3 separate regions of the Mus musculus genome follow, and regions 2 and 3 are each linked to region 1. Evidence: chromatin contacts called from public Hi-C and HiCAR-type data. All regions are on one chromosome and are shown on one strand. Each heading gives the region's core, a stretch centred on a gene start, on an enhancer-like site or on the middle of the called end of the contact. The rest is flanking DNA. Distances are from core to core; before and after follow the strand shown. Region 1 overlaps Ulk4 (unc-51-like kinase 4). Region 2 has its middle 26 kb from the start of Lyzl4. Region 3 overlaps Lyzl4os (lysozyme-like 4, opposite strand).

Region 1 (4,878 bases), core at 633-3,132:
TTCATGGGCTTTAATGGGATTCACAGGCTGTGTGACTGTTATTCCAGCCAATCAGAGAGCTGTTTTTATTATCCTGTAAAAAAACACTGTAACTGTTTGCTGTCACACTTGGCCTTCTCCACGTCCCTACTCTAGTCCATGGGTCTTCCTAGATAGCCTGTTTTACACATTTCATGTAAATAGAATTACAGAATATGTAGTCATTAATCATTGCATTACAGTTTGTGTGTATGCATAATGTGTGTGTACCCCCACTGACACAAAGCAATATGTGTGTGCATGTTTAATTCTTTAGAAGCAAGGCAGCATGCTAGCCAGAACTTTTAAAATCCAAGAATTTAATTTCATGAGGAAGATAGAAGTAGTTGCATGTTTTGTGGATAAAAGATGGGGCAAGGCTCATCTTAAGAAACAAGACCAAGCCAAACCCTGGACAGTGCTAAGTCACCTTTACCTCACAGTGTGGGAGGATAGCAGTGTGATCCTGGTTGGCCTAGTGGTGAGAACTGTTAGTGTGATTGACCAGGCAGCAGTGAGAACTGTTGGTGTGACCAGTCAGTGGTGAGAACTGTTGGTGTGACCAGTCAGTGGTGAGAACTGTTGGTGTGACCAGTCAGTGGTGAGAACTGTTGGTATGACCAGTCAGTGGTGAGAACTGTTGGTGTGACCAGTCAATGGTGAGAACTGTTGGTGTGACCAGGCACACACAGTTCAGTATTTATGTGAAGACCCATCAGGCTGACGGTACGTTCATCACACTTGAAGTTCATTGACACAGGCATCCAGGACCACTGATCTGTTGCTCTCCTTTGTAAATGTGAAGTGTGACTTTTGCTCTTGTTCCAGATGACAAGCGGGCACCTGAGCCAGGGGGCCCTGGAGTCCCAGATGAGAGAGCTGATCTACACGGACTCGGATCTTGTGATCACCCCAATTATAGACAATCCGAAGGTGCAGAGGGACACCCACTGCGTGGGGGAGGGGAGGTCAGCGCATTCTCTGCCTCACTGTGTCTCCTCTCCTCGGCTGCTTGGCCTGTGTGCCTCATTGCCACAGGCCATAGCCCTTCTCTTCCCTTCACTTACACGTCAGTGCAGTGGGTACGCTTCATCCTGCTTGATCTCACTTGTTGCACGCCGTGGAGGTCCACCAACCTCTAGACCCCAGGCCTCAACTCCCACTCCCATCCTGATTCCAGCTGTGCTTACAAAGCGCAGGGCTCAGTGACGGGGAAGGACGGGCTGGTCACACAGAGCCAGTCTCTTGCATGGTGTCCAGACTGATGTGGAGGACAGTGTGACCCTCCTCCTCTTCCTCCTCCTCCTCCTTCTTCTTTCTTCTTCTTCTTTTAAAAGATTTATTTCTAGCCGGGCGTGGTGGCACACACCTTTAATCCCAGCACTCAGGAGGCAGAGGCAGGCAGATTTCTGAGCTCGAGGCCAGCCTGGTCTACAAAGTGAGTTCCAGGACAGCCAGGGCGATACAGAGAAACCCTATCTCAAAAAACAAAAAACAAAACCAACCAACCAAACAAACAAAAGAAGATTTATTTATTTATTTTATGTATTTATTTTCTGACACACCAGAAGAAGGAATCACATTCCATTATGGATGGTTGTGAGCCACCATGTGGTTGCTGGGAATTGAACTCAGGACCTCTAGAGGAACAGTCAGTGCTCTTAACCACAGAGCCATCTCTCCAGCCCCCTTTGTTTTAGTCTTCCAGCTTTGTATTTTTAAAAATCTTTTCCACATTCATCTGTGGCAGTTTCCCCTGCTCTCATCTGGGAACGTGCTGATTTCCTAGACAGGCAGTCTTTGCCTTACATGACCATCTCCTATAAAGGACTGAGTCTTTCCATGAGTCAGAGTCTGGCAGAGAGACTGGATTGTGCTAGGCTTCATGGGTAATGCAGTGTTGTCCCCATGGGCTTTGTAGAGCAGCATGTGATTCCATTGGTTGGAGTCTCGTCCTTTATTTCCTTACTTAAGGTTACTGGAAAACTTTAGCAAGCAGAAATTTTGGTTTTTAAACTATTTTTATCTAAGCAATTGTCAGTTATATTTTTAAAACAAGTTTTAGATTCAGGAAAAGGCTTGAGGTTAGAGAAAGCCTTGCTTGCCTTTGCTCTGCCTGGCCTGATGTGGTCGCCATAGGCTCAGGGTGGCAGGCCAAAGACTTAGTGACCCCAGTCTCCACTGACTCCACCCACTGACTCTCTGATGTCTTTATTTCTGCTCAAGGCCCACATCACACTTGCAAACCCCCCCCCCCCCATCCGTCTACTGTACTCTGTCCCTGGCTGTCATGGCCTGTGACACTTCGTGACTGTAGCCCTTTGCTGAGTGACCATCAGGTGTTTTGTGGAGTGTCTTTAGTTTAGATTTTTGCAAGGATTTAGAGCATCAGATTTGAGTAAGAACTTTTGTTTTGTTCATTTTGTCATTTTGTCAAGAATGCTGTCTGTCTGTGAGGGCTAAAGACAGCAACACACAGTTCTGCAGACATTAGACACAGGGGTGGCTAATCACCTCTGGAGGCGAGGGGCCCATGCTCTAAACTCCTAGACCAGCCACTGGTTTCTTCATCACAGGATTTCTTAGATGAAGTGCAGGTGCGTGATGAAGTATATATGTGTTAGTGCCCTCAGCAATAGCCATTCCCTTCTCAAAGACAGCCATCAAGGCCCTCCTGTCTTTCTTCACTGCCCATGCCACATCAAGACCTCAGCCCGCCTTCCACCCCCACTGACACTGTCCACACCACACCACACTAGTCTAACAACTTGCTTCTTTATTATTTTTAAGAAGTTTCTCTCTGTGAAGATCTGTCTATAATTTTGTCCTGCCTGTTTCTAATTGTTAAATACTAAAGATTTTATTGTTTAACAGGTGTTTGTCTTGTTTTCCCAGTCAGATGTCAATGTCTGACAGTAGAGTCATGTGTTTAATGGCTTGGCTCCTCCTCAGCTCAGTGGCTCACTGTGGCAGGACCTGAGCACTCTGTGAGGCTCTGTCTTACTGAAGATATTGGTGGAAATGGATTTTAAAAGGAAACACTCTATCTATATTTATATCTTTGAATCTCACATGGCACCATTGAATTATTTTTGTTTGCTGGTGCTTTGAGACAGGGTCTTGCTCTGCAGCCTAGGTGAACCCTTAGCTCTCCTGCCTGTACCTCCCAGGGCTGGGACCACAGGGTTATGCCCTACACCCAGCCTGAATCCTTTTGATGACAGACCAGAGGGTTAAGTGTCAGATGGTTCTTTTCTGACTTTGTTGGTCTGTGTTTGGATACAGGGACAGCTATTGAGTTTAAAAGGTTTCTCAAAAGTGGCTTTCCTACCACAGATAATGAAACAACCTGCAATCAAGTTTGATCCAAAAATCTTGCACCTACCAGCATATTCTGGTAAGTCACAGACCCATCGAACACGCAGGCCTTTGTACACAGATTGCATATGAACCTTCTTTACTTACATTAGCTGCTTGGTTTGTGAGAGGAATAGCTAATGACCTGTTTTCTTGTTAATGCTTTCGGCCCACCTCCTGCACACCAGGGGTCAACTGCAGATGTCTCTGTCCTTGCCAGCTTTTGATTTTCCTCTGGGCTGATGTCTTTTTGTGGGTGGGGAAGCCTCTGGGGTGCTGGGCCTGTTTTCTTGCTGAGTGAATGGAGAGTCTCTGCCCTTCCCTGGTAAAGCCAGCGAGATGTCAGTCTTGCATGTTGCTGCTGTGAGTGCCAACAGTCCAAAGGTTTGGGATTGTGTTAGGAGGACCAGGACAGTGGAGAGCGAAGTTGGGTGGCTCACCCCTGTGGGGATGTGATTCCCCTCATGGGGATGGTGTCTGAGAAGAGATAGCTAATGGCTGCTGATCATTACCCTTCAGCCCATGAAAGTCTTTCCTGGAGTGAACCTCAGGAATTTTGCTGTTCATCTTTTTAGTGGGCCAGTTCTCCTCTGTGGCTAGGTCACTCGGTGATTGGGACTAAATTAGAGATAACAAAACGGATGCACAGTTAAGAAGACACTGACTTACATGAGTGCAGGCCAAGCTCATACATGGATACAAGCTAAGAGCAAAGCCTCCAAGAGGGACGCTTCTGAGGGACCAAAGTGACAGAGTCATAGTGTGGCTAGTATCGAGAACCCTTACCCGTGAAACCCAGGAAATCACTCAGTCCTTCCCCTGAGAGTTAGAGAACAGTTGCAGTTTTTATAAACGAGTCTGTCTATGGATAGAGATAAGGTAAGATCTGTGCTGTTAGACGCCATTTCTGGCGTTTGTCGTGTGGTTAGATGCCACTTCTGCCGTTTGTCCTGCAGTTAGATGCCATTTCTGGCATTTGTCGTGCGGTTAGACGCCATTTTTGATGTCTTTGGTTTGTGCGGGAAGCTGGAGGCTGGAGTTCCAGGTTTTGCCAGCCACCCTACCGACCTGGATGTGTCTAACAGTCATTTTACCAGACTTGTAAAAGTGTGTGTAGATGTGAGTGGATGTAGCTGTATGTGGTTGGATCTGTACACATGCAAGTGTGAGCATGTGTGTCAGAGCATGGCCCCAGTGTTATCCTTAGACACACTGTCTATCTCTTCAGAGGGAGGTCCCTTGATCTGAGCTCATTGACTAGACTAGACTGGCTGGCCACGGAGCCCCAGGAAGCCTCAGCCGTCACTTGCTGAGGGTCAGGATTGCATGTGTGGCTTCAGACTCACGTCCTCATGCTTGCAAGGCTCCCTGTCTCCCCAGCTCTTGACCCGAAAAGATTATTATTATGGTCATTGTCATTACTGTTCTTATTGTAGCAGTTGTTCACTGACATGGTTATGTCTCCCTGGGTAGAGGCCAGCCAAGTAGCGCATCGCCTCAGAG
Region 2 (4,472 bases), core at 1,056-3,555, 310 kb before region 1:
TTCCTAGGTATGTGTCACATTCTCTATCCTTAAACTGAGAGACACAGGCATATTGGAGCTGAGTCAGTACAGAAGAGGGGGGATGGCAAGCCTGAGGCGTCCTGGGTGTCCTCCAGGACTGTGAAGATGGCTCAAACAACAAAGTACATTTAGACCAGAGTTTAACTCCCAGAACCAAGTAAAAAGTGTGTGGCTGTGCACACTTGCAATCCCAGCGTGGAGGAGGCAGGCACAGGCAATGCTGGGGCTTGCTGGCCAGTCAGCCTGGTCTACCTGATAAGCTCCTGCCTAGTGAGAGACCCTGTCTGAGAAAACAAGGTGGAGGCTGGAGAGATTGCTCAGTGATTAGGAGCAGCCATTGACTTGAGATCAATTCCCAGAACCTATGTCCAGCAGTTCCCAAGAGCCTGTAACTATAGCTCCAGGGGATCTGACATCCTCTCCTATCCTCCACAGTAACTGTAACAATAACTACACACACACACACACACACACACACACACACACACACAATTTAAAAAGAAAACCCTATACATGTATGCACCTGAACACGTATGAACACACATGTGCATGCACACACAAACACATCAGGAAGATACCTGATGTTGACCTCTGGCCTTCCCACAGGCATGTACATGAACACACACACACATATATGCACACACAGAGGCACACACATGCATACACACACAGACACACACACACACCTGGAAATAATCTGTCCAATAAACACACTATGGCTAACACAATCTCTGAGATCAAAGCAACTCCTCAGCAGCCCCCAGCACACCTCCATGCCATTCTGCTCTGCCTCTTGGGCATGGGTGCTTGCCACCAGCCTGCCCTGGGATGTTGCCATACAGCTTCAGGCTCCTCTAGCCCTTCACCACCTCATTTGCATTCCTAACACAATTGCAAGGCATGATACACAGGGAGCCGTGGCTGAAAACTCCCAAGATTTATGCTAGCCCATAGTTCTGGAGGTTGGGGGCATTTTTAATACATCCTTACTGTCACCGAACAATTCAATACACCATTGTCTAGGCAACCGAATTCTGCTCAATTAGATTTTAAAACTAATATTGGAAAGAACTTTCCCCTTCCTCTCCAGTGATATTAGGTAAGGAAGACCTGATTGAGAGCAAAGCTTGCTGATGTTTCATGGAGCTTCAAGTCAGATTCTCTCTCTTGTAGCAGTTCCATGTCCTGCCTTTTGTGGTGTGTGTGCTGTGTGTGCCTGTGCCTGTGCTGTGTGTGTGTGTGCCTGTGCCTGTGTTGTGTGTGTGTGTGTGCCTGTGCTGTGGTGTGTGTGTATGTACATGTGCCTGTGTGTGTATGTGTGCAGGTGCATGCAGGTACATGTGTGTGTGTGTGTGCATGTGTGCACGTGTGTGTGTTCATCTGCGTGCATATGTGTGTTCATGTGCATGCCTATGGGAAGGCCAGAGGTCAACATCAAGCATCTTCCTCGGCTGCTTTCCTCCTCCTTACTTTTGAGACAGGGTCTCTCACTGAACTCAGAATTCAGGTTATCAGCCAGACAAGTGAATGAGCTTAGTTAGGGTCCTGTCTACCCTCTCTCACCCTCTGTACCTCCTCCTGGTTCTGGGGCTACAGGTATGTACCCTGTTCCCAGGTTTTTCATGAATGTTAGATATCTGAACTCAATTCCTCATGCTTGCCAGGCAGCAAATTTCTGAGCCATCTCTCAAGCCCACTGGACACTCCCTGAAACTGCTCATGGGAAGATGCCACAGCCACAGAGGGAAGGACCCACAGCCACAGTGGGAAGAGCCACGGACACAGAGGGAAGAGCCATGGCCACAGAGGGAAGATCCACAGCCACAGAGGGATGAGCCATGGCCACAGAGGGAAGAGCCATGGCCACTGTGGGAAGAGCCACAGCCACAGAGGGAAGAGCCACAGCCACAGTGGGAAGAGCCACAGCCCAGAGGGAAGAGCCACAGCCACAGAGGGAAGAGCCACAGCCACAGTGGGAAGAGCCACAGCCACAGTGGGAAGAGCCTACATCCATAGTAGGGCAGGTCCAGAGCCACAAAGAAGGGCCCACAGCCATAGTGGGATTGGGTATGAATTTTACAAAGGAAAATATTATTTCTTTCCCAACTGGTCTGGCTCTCAAATGTGAAAGCTCAGAAAGTCTATCTTCGAAATCCCAGAAGTTACTTGATGCTTGACATCACATAACCTGTGAGAAGGGGCTGAGAACAAGCCAGAAGGAAGTTGAGTCATTCTGGACATCTTGGAGGTTCTAGTCAGCCAGACACTCTCATCTCACTTCCAGAGGCTCCCACAGCAACAGACTAAGCACGAGCTTGGATGCTGGCTCTTACTGTGCAGTGTAGAGTTTGATGGCGTCCAGCTTCCCACAGGCAGGGGCACAGGCAGCCTCTGCCTCTACCCCTTTAGGGGTTAATTTGTTTGTAGCCCAGGGCTTGTTCTTGGGTCTACTCTTTGAGCCCTGTCATGAGCAGATTTCATGACTTAAATTTCAGGAGTTTTTAGTTCCTTTCCACACTCTTGGGGGCTCATTTAATCACCCCTGTGTGGTTAGAAAGTTGATTGTGGCTGAACTTCGGGTGGGAAAGAGAAGAGTCAGGTTGGCTCAGGTTGTGGGTGAGAGCTGGATCGAGATATTGTAATGACAACATTCACTCCTGACTGAGTTTTCCGCTCAACCTCCAGGCCCTGCCCTCATTAAATCTTTCCAACAATCCAGTGAGGAAAGCATTCGCGTGTCTCCCAGTTGGCTCAGTGGAGAGTGTGATCAGTGTGTTTTGTCTAATTGGTCTTAATTGGCCGAGTTTTTTTTTTTTTTTTTTTTTTTTTTTTTTTTTTTGTTCTGTCTTTATAACAGTGCTGAATAAGAACATTCGCTCGTGGCTGCATAAGGTGCTGAGGAAAAGTGACAGCTGAGGACTCAGCCCTAAGTAATACACTTACATCATCCCTTCAGGGCTCAGGGAACATTCTGGAAGAGGGAGCAGAAAGAATGTAAGAACTAGAATGCTGGGAGATGGGTTGTGAATGTCATAGTGATCGTGACCTTCCCTGGGTCTGTGTCAGATCGGGCCTGTCCACTGCTGGGGCTCAGGCAACTAACCAGTATTATGTACAAGTGTGAATATGTCCAAGATCTAACGTAATAAAAAATAAAACTTGTAAATGCAAAAGAAAGCATCCAATGCCTTTGCTCACACTTCTATCGTTGCTGATGGAGGGAGGAGAAGCTGAAGACCCAGCATGCTTCTGTGAGCATCCACAGTTCACTTCCCTGCTTCCAAAGGTTGTGTGTGTGGGAGATCATGTTACATGGCACAACCTCATGACTGTGATGCCGACCCTACAACCCTGCTCGAATCTCACTGGCTCCTGAAGCTCCTTGTCTCTACCCACACATCTCCATTTCTCACGCTCCAATCTCTGGCCATAAGAGAGACAGGGAGACAGTTGCACATTCTATAAAAGCCTGCTGTGGAGACTCAGGAAGCTGGAAAACAAAACCAGAATCTACAAGGATCACATGGACTCCTCATTTGACAGACTGGCTTTTGGCCCTCAAGGCAAAGCAGCCTTTTGGTGTGGCTTTTGGTACCTATGTTGTCAGTGGGTACCCCTGTACCTACTCTGCAGATGAAGAAACTGAAGAAGCTGCCTGAGGTTACAATAACAAGCCAGAGACACACAATCTGAGGTTACAATAACAAGCCAGAGACGCACAATCTGAGGTTACAATAACAAGCCAGAGACACACAATCTGAGGTTATAATAACAAGCCAGAGACGCACAATCTGAGGTTACAATAACAAGCCAGAGACACACAATCTGAGGTTACAATAACAAGCCAGAGACACACAATCTGAGGTTACAATAACAAGCCAGAGACACACAATCTGAGGTTACAATAACAAGCCAGAGACACACAATCTGAGGTTACAATAACAAGTCAGAGATGCACAATCTGAGGTTACAACAACAAGCTGGAGATGCACAATGTTTTTGCTTGGCTTGAGACTCTGTTTCACTTTCAGCCCAGACTGGCCTAAGATTTAAAAACTTACAGGTTGGTCTCAAACTCACAATGATCCTCCTGCCTCAGCCTCCATCCCATGTGCTGGGATTCCAGGTGAGCAGTGCTTTACTGGATTTAGATAAAAGATTTTAAAAACTTTCTTATGCACATGCATATGTGTGTGTGTGTGTGTGTGTGTGTGTGTGTGTGTGTGTGTGTGTGTGTGAGTACAGGTGCCACTGGGGCCAGAAGAGGGAGTCAGGTCCCTGGAGACAGAGTTGCAGGTGGATGTGAACTGTCTGAGGTGGGTGCTGGGAACTGGGCTCAGGTCTTCTGCAAGAGCAGCATGCACTCTTGACCACTGAGCCATCCTTCCAGTCTGAATCGTTTTTTTTTTTTTTTTTTTTTTTTGTTACTTGCATACTAACAGGAGCATCTC
Region 3 (4,857 bases), core at 1,148-3,647, 350 kb before region 1:
TACTGGATTCCCCTACCCCTGGGCTCCTGCTCAGATAGCTTTCTTATATAGCCTAGGGATGGCACTGCCCACAAAGGTCAGGACCCTCCCACACCAGTCATTAATCAAGAAGATGCCCCACAGACAATCTAGTGGAAACAGTTTCTTTAACTGAGGCTCCCTCTCCCCAGATGACTCTCGTTTGTGTCAAGTTGACTGTAAAAGTCAAGTTGTGTCTAAAGGCAATTGTGGCACCCTTATACTCCTACCCAGAACTTGGGTGGTACCCCATAGACTCCCCCAACCCCCAGTGTGGTTCACATCCAGGCTGGAGTTCCATTTACTCACCTGGCCAGGCCTGGGCCCTCCAGGTCCAGAGGTGGACCTGGGCTACTCTCAGCTCTTCCCAGAGCTCCTCATGTAAGCAGCTGGACATCTGCATACTGCCTCTGGGAGTGAGAAATGCAAAGCCACACTTTACAAAATGATCCTGCAATTACATAGGAAGTTGAATGTCTCTGTGCCCCACTACTCAGGTCTATCTGCCCTGAGGTTCTAATTGGGGTTCAACCAAGAGTGTTGGAAAGCAATGAGCAGAACACAAGAGCAGCCTGAACCTGGAGATGGTGCAGATGCCTCTCAGTATATGAACGGATCTGCAAACTGTGGTTTAGCAGCAACAGGCAACAGGCTGCGGGTGCTGGGGCAGAATGCCAAGGGAGATGACATTTTGTTTCTAATTCTTTGAAGTCCTAAAACATGAAAGCCCAACCTCTGTGATAGAATCCACACAGTGGGGCCACTGGGTAAAGGCCTGGCCACCAGGCCTGACAGCACTGGTTCAATCCCCAGACACACATGGTGGAGGGGGAGAACCAGCTCTTTTAAGCTGTCCCTGATCTCCAGGTGTGGGCCTTGGTTTACCCGTGGTCCTACTCACAGTAAGTAAATGTAATAAAACATTAAGGATAAAAAAAGAAGTCATGTGGAGGTTGCTTCAGAGTTGGGGGAGGGGTGGGAAGAGACCTTGCAACTTTGTGTGTGTGTGTATATGTGTGTGTGTGTGTGTGTGTGTGTGTGTGTGAGAGAGAGAGAGAGAGAGAGAGAGAGAGAGAGAGAGAGAGAGAGAGGATTTTACTGTGTAAATCAGACTGGCCTCAGACTTAAGATCCTCCCTCCCTCCTTTTTAAAGACAGGGTCTCATGTAGCCCAGCATGACTCCAAACTTTCTACCTAGCTAAGGATGACTTTGAGCCTCCCCTCCCCCAACCCTCAACCTCCTCGCTCAGATGCTGGTTGACAGACTTGAGTCATCACACCTGATTTTACTCCACGCAAGGGATCAAACCCAGGTGTTCTGTGTATGCTAGGCAAGCAGTCTACCAACGTAGCCACATCCCAGTCCCTCATGTCAGCTTTGTGAGGAATCCTTGGGAAGCCATTCTGATTCTTTGCTGATTCTACCCATGACAAGCCCAGTGAAAGGATCTGGGGTGCAGGGAATCTACGAGAAGCTTCCTGCAATGCTGAGGCACTCTGCAATGGACTCTCGAGCTGCCACATCAGCTGTGCCGGCTCGCCAACAAATTCAAAATCTATGTGTCTCAGCCACCAATTGGGATTTTCTATTACCTACAGATACTTGGCAAGTACAGCCCAGGGATTCCTCGTACTAACTCAGTGCTTGCTTAGCACGCATGGAACACCTGGGTTTGATTCCCTGCATTGGATAAGACTAGTCAGGGCACAGACCTGTAACAGTGCTCAGTTGGTAGACTCAGGAGGATCAACTATTAAAACCATCCTTGGCTACATGGCAAGTTAGAGGCCAGCCTAGGCTTGAGACACTGGCAACATAAAATAAGTTAATTCAAAAGCCGGGTCAAGCTTTGGCTCCTGGTCCTGTTCAGATTCCCTGCAGGGTTTCTCAGCTGTTGGAGCTGAGCTGTGTCCTCAGACACAGAAGGAAACGTCCCATCAGGTCTCAGCATGTTCCTCAGCTGCCAAGGGGGGTGGGGGAGGGTGGGGGTGTTCTGTTACATCTCCAACACTTGTCCTTCCTGCTCCAGCTTGTTTCCATGGCCACTGGGCATTGCTTGTCGCTGCTGTCAGATTGCAAAGGACAGGGGAACCTGGGCCATTTACAGCTTCCTCCCCCATCCTCTGCCAGAAAATTGGCTTCCCGGAGGGGGGCTGTCATTGTGTCAGCTCCACCTGTTGATGCCAAGTGTGGGTGTTGGAGAATCCCAGTCTGTCTTCCAATGCTGGTGGATCAGCCCTGAGATGTGGGGAAGGCTCTGACGCTTGCCTGCTTCAGCCATCTCACTTCTGAGAGATTTCGCTGCAATGTGCCCTTGTCTTCCTAAGGGAGGAGCTACTGACTTGGAAGTCACAGCCTGACATGTGCAGATGAGGTCAGGGGGCTGAAGAGACCCAAGTATGCCTTAACCTCTGAGGTATCCTGCCTGGAGCCTGTGAAGCAAGGGAGATAGCGTGTAATTCTGGCAAGTGTTTCTCCTCAGCCATCAGGCTAAATATGTACCCGTTTGTGCAAACCACGGGTCTCAGTCACGAAAGGATGTGAAGGACTGAAAGAAGAGAAGCGTCCCACACTTGGCAAACTTGCAACGAATTTGCACTTCCTGATTCAAAGTCTCTGACATTTTTGGAAAATCCAAATTTAATCAAGGCGTTTTAAAAGATCTAAACTGAATCAGAGAGACTTGAGGGCCATTAGCATAAATCTCAACTAGATCGCATACATTTTCCTGGGAGGATCGGCTTTCACCAGAGGCAAAGGAAGACTCATTTTCACAGAGCTGGGGAAGGGGACAAGTTTAAAGTCACATGATTCAGACAGGGAAGGAAGGTGACACTCTGGGTGCCATAGCCATCTCGACGTGGAGCTCACAGTCTGGAGTGGATTTTAACACATGGTATGAGAGCCTTGAGGACTGTGAGCACAAAGCAAACCTTATTTAAAAGCCAAGTGAGCAGCGTAGGAAAGCCGGCTGCTTGTTTCTCAGAAACCAGTGGCTGCCTGAGCCCTGCCATGTTTGTCTGCTTTGGCTGCAGTTCTCCTCTGACTTGGCTGGTGTTCACTATTCTCCCCCAAGCTGAGTATGCTCAGACTGGTACCTGGTCTCTGCTGTGTACTGGTTGAGGCTGTGGAAGACATACCTTCATTACCGGACATTCACTGTTCTTAGGTTTGGGGAGAGAGAGGAGTAGCTAGCAGAGAGAGGAGGTCCCGGTTCACTGTTCAGCTAAGAGCTTTATGAACACCCCACACCTCAGGGCGTGGACCTGTTTATCAGGGCGCTCTTCTGTCTCTGCCTCCAGTCTTGCTGTAAAAATGCTGGGATTATAGGGGTGTGTTACCATGTATGGCTTTTAGTGGGTTCTAGGAATCCGAATTCAGGTCTTCATGCTTTCAGAACAACCCCATTTTTCACTGATCCACCTCCTTAACCCTCTAGGAATCTACTCTTACAGATCGCCAAGGGAGGTGGGTGTCCTATAAGGGAGAGAAGCAGGCTTAGTGATCACCTGACCCATGCCACGTGACTGACCACCTGACCCTGTGCTGCATGACTGCAGTCAGGCTGCCTGCAGTCCCCAGGAGGTAGGGGTGGGTGGTGGTGGTGAGGACTTGGCAGTTCATTAAAACTATGAGCCGGAAGAGTTTCAGGAGCTGGGTGATCGTCAGCTCTCCACAGCAGCGTCTGACACTGTTATAAGAGATGGTTTCCCGTGTCCCTGACATGGGCTCAGACATGTAACTTCACCACAACCCTGCACAGTGGGGTACAGGCTGTTCAGATCTTGACCTCCCTCACTGACTTCTGGCTTTCTAGTCCTTTAACTTAGTATCAACGACAGTTTCTGTGTTTAAGGAGAGTCCCTAGGCTGGCAGATGGGGTCGAGCTGTCTTTGGGATCAAGGTTTCTGGCTGGAACTGAGAGTTCTTCCCTGTTTTTCCTGTTACCCACACCTGGTGCCTAGAAGCCCTACCCCACTCCCTCCCTATCTCTCCCACCCTCCCTTTACTCCCATACCATTTATGTATACATGTGTGTGTATTTAGCAGTGCTGGGGATTGAACCCAGGACTTTGCAAATGCTGGGCTACTGATCTATCACTGAGCTGTATATAGCCCCAGTCATATTTTATTTTATTTTATTTTATTTTATTTTACTTTATTTTTGAGACAGAGTCACACTACATTGACCAAACTGACCTTGGACTCTCTGTCCTCTTGTGCCAGGTGTGTGGGATGGCAGGTCTGTCCAGCAGCCTGGCTAGTATCCCATAAACCCACAAAGATGGGTCTTGTGGGCTTGTCTAATATGCTCAGGGCCTGTAGGGAGGAAAAGTAAGTAAGTAGGCTTTAAAGGGGAGGTTTAATTAACTCACAGTCCCTAGGAAGGGCTATTTCCAAAGCGTCCTCTGCTCTGCAGAGTTTATGATTCTTTTATCCCTGCATGTGCCCATGCACACATACACATACATGCATGCACACACATATACACCTGCACAAAATGTAAACATGTGTGCTTGCACACACATGTGCCCAAACACACCTGCAAAACACATAAATACATGTGCTTGCACACACATGCACATACATGTGCACACAAACATATGCTGGAACACACAGACATACAAACACATGTAAGAACATGCATGCATTCACATGTGCACTCATACATACATGCACATACTCAGGTGTTTGATGTTCCTACATCCAGAACCTTCAGCATGTCTCCAGTTGTGATCACAGCTGTACTGAGCTCTGGCTGGACTGGGTTTCAGCACGACATTTCATGATAAATTTATCAAAGCCACAGAAGCTGTTTCTTTATAAATAACCCTGGC

The links. Hi-C and Micro-C count contacts between places; a contact is called where the count stands out from the background. HiCAR-type assays count read pairs that join an accessible place to other places.
Region 2: a HiCAR-type map of fibro-adipogenic progenitors shows a contact between it and region 1, with 7 times the contacts expected there. The contact joins two enhancer-like sites. A contact is called at or near these places in 1 of 484 Hi-C or Micro-C datasets (embryonic stem cells) and 1 of 115 datasets of contacts at active chromatin or transcription factors (fibro-adipogenic progenitors).
Region 3: a Hi-C map of cortical neurons shows a contact between it and region 1, with 5 times the contacts expected there. The contact joins two enhancer-like sites. A contact is called at or near these places in 8 of 39 promoter capture datasets (the 3T3-L1 cell line, 3T3-L1-derived adipocytes, HPC-7-derived erythroid cells and 4 more), 3 of 15 datasets of contacts at CTCF or cohesin (embryonic stem cells, large pre-B cells and stem cell-derived epiblast-like cells), 143 of 484 Hi-C or Micro-C datasets (the AML12 cell line, B cells, the BV-2 cell line and 72 more), 11 of 115 datasets of contacts at active chromatin or transcription factors (Th17 cells, astrocytes, bone marrow-derived dendritic cells and 6 more) and 3 of 9 other capture datasets (adipose tissue, embryonic stem cells and liver).

The regions. Positions count from the first base shown.
Region 1 is chr9:121,251,190-121,256,067 of GRCm38.p6, reverse strand. Ulk4 (unc-51-like kinase 4) reads left to right here. Exons shown (of 37, transcript NM_177589.3): 13 at 847-951; 14 at 3,355-3,415. Among named protein-coding and RNA genes, the nearest start is that of Gm34735, 17 kb to the left of the region's middle. Within about 2 kb of position 1,882, at least 23 of the 459 cell types and tissues checked have an H3K27ac peak or open chromatin away from gene starts, as enhancers often do. A contact at or near this core is called in fibro-adipogenic progenitors, where this site is marked.
Region 2 is chr9:121,559,069-121,563,540 of GRCm38.p6, reverse strand. No RefSeq gene overlaps it. Among named protein-coding and RNA genes, the nearest start is that of Lyzl4, 26 kb to the left of the region's middle. Within about 2 kb of position 2,305, at least 7 of the 459 cell types and tissues checked have an H3K27ac peak or open chromatin away from gene starts, as enhancers often do. A contact at or near this core is called in fibro-adipogenic progenitors, where this site is marked.
Region 3 is chr9:121,598,416-121,603,272 of GRCm38.p6, reverse strand. Lyzl4os (lysozyme-like 4, opposite strand) reads right to left here. Exons shown (of 4, transcript NR_040740.1): 2 at 4,220-4,339; 3 at 328-428. It also overlaps a transcript of Lyzl4 not described here. Among named protein-coding and RNA genes, the nearest start is that of Lyzl4os, 14 kb to the right of the region's middle. Within about 2 kb of position 2,397, at least 51 of the 459 cell types and tissues checked have an H3K27ac peak or open chromatin away from gene starts, as enhancers often do. A contact at or near this core is called in fibro-adipogenic progenitors, where this site is marked.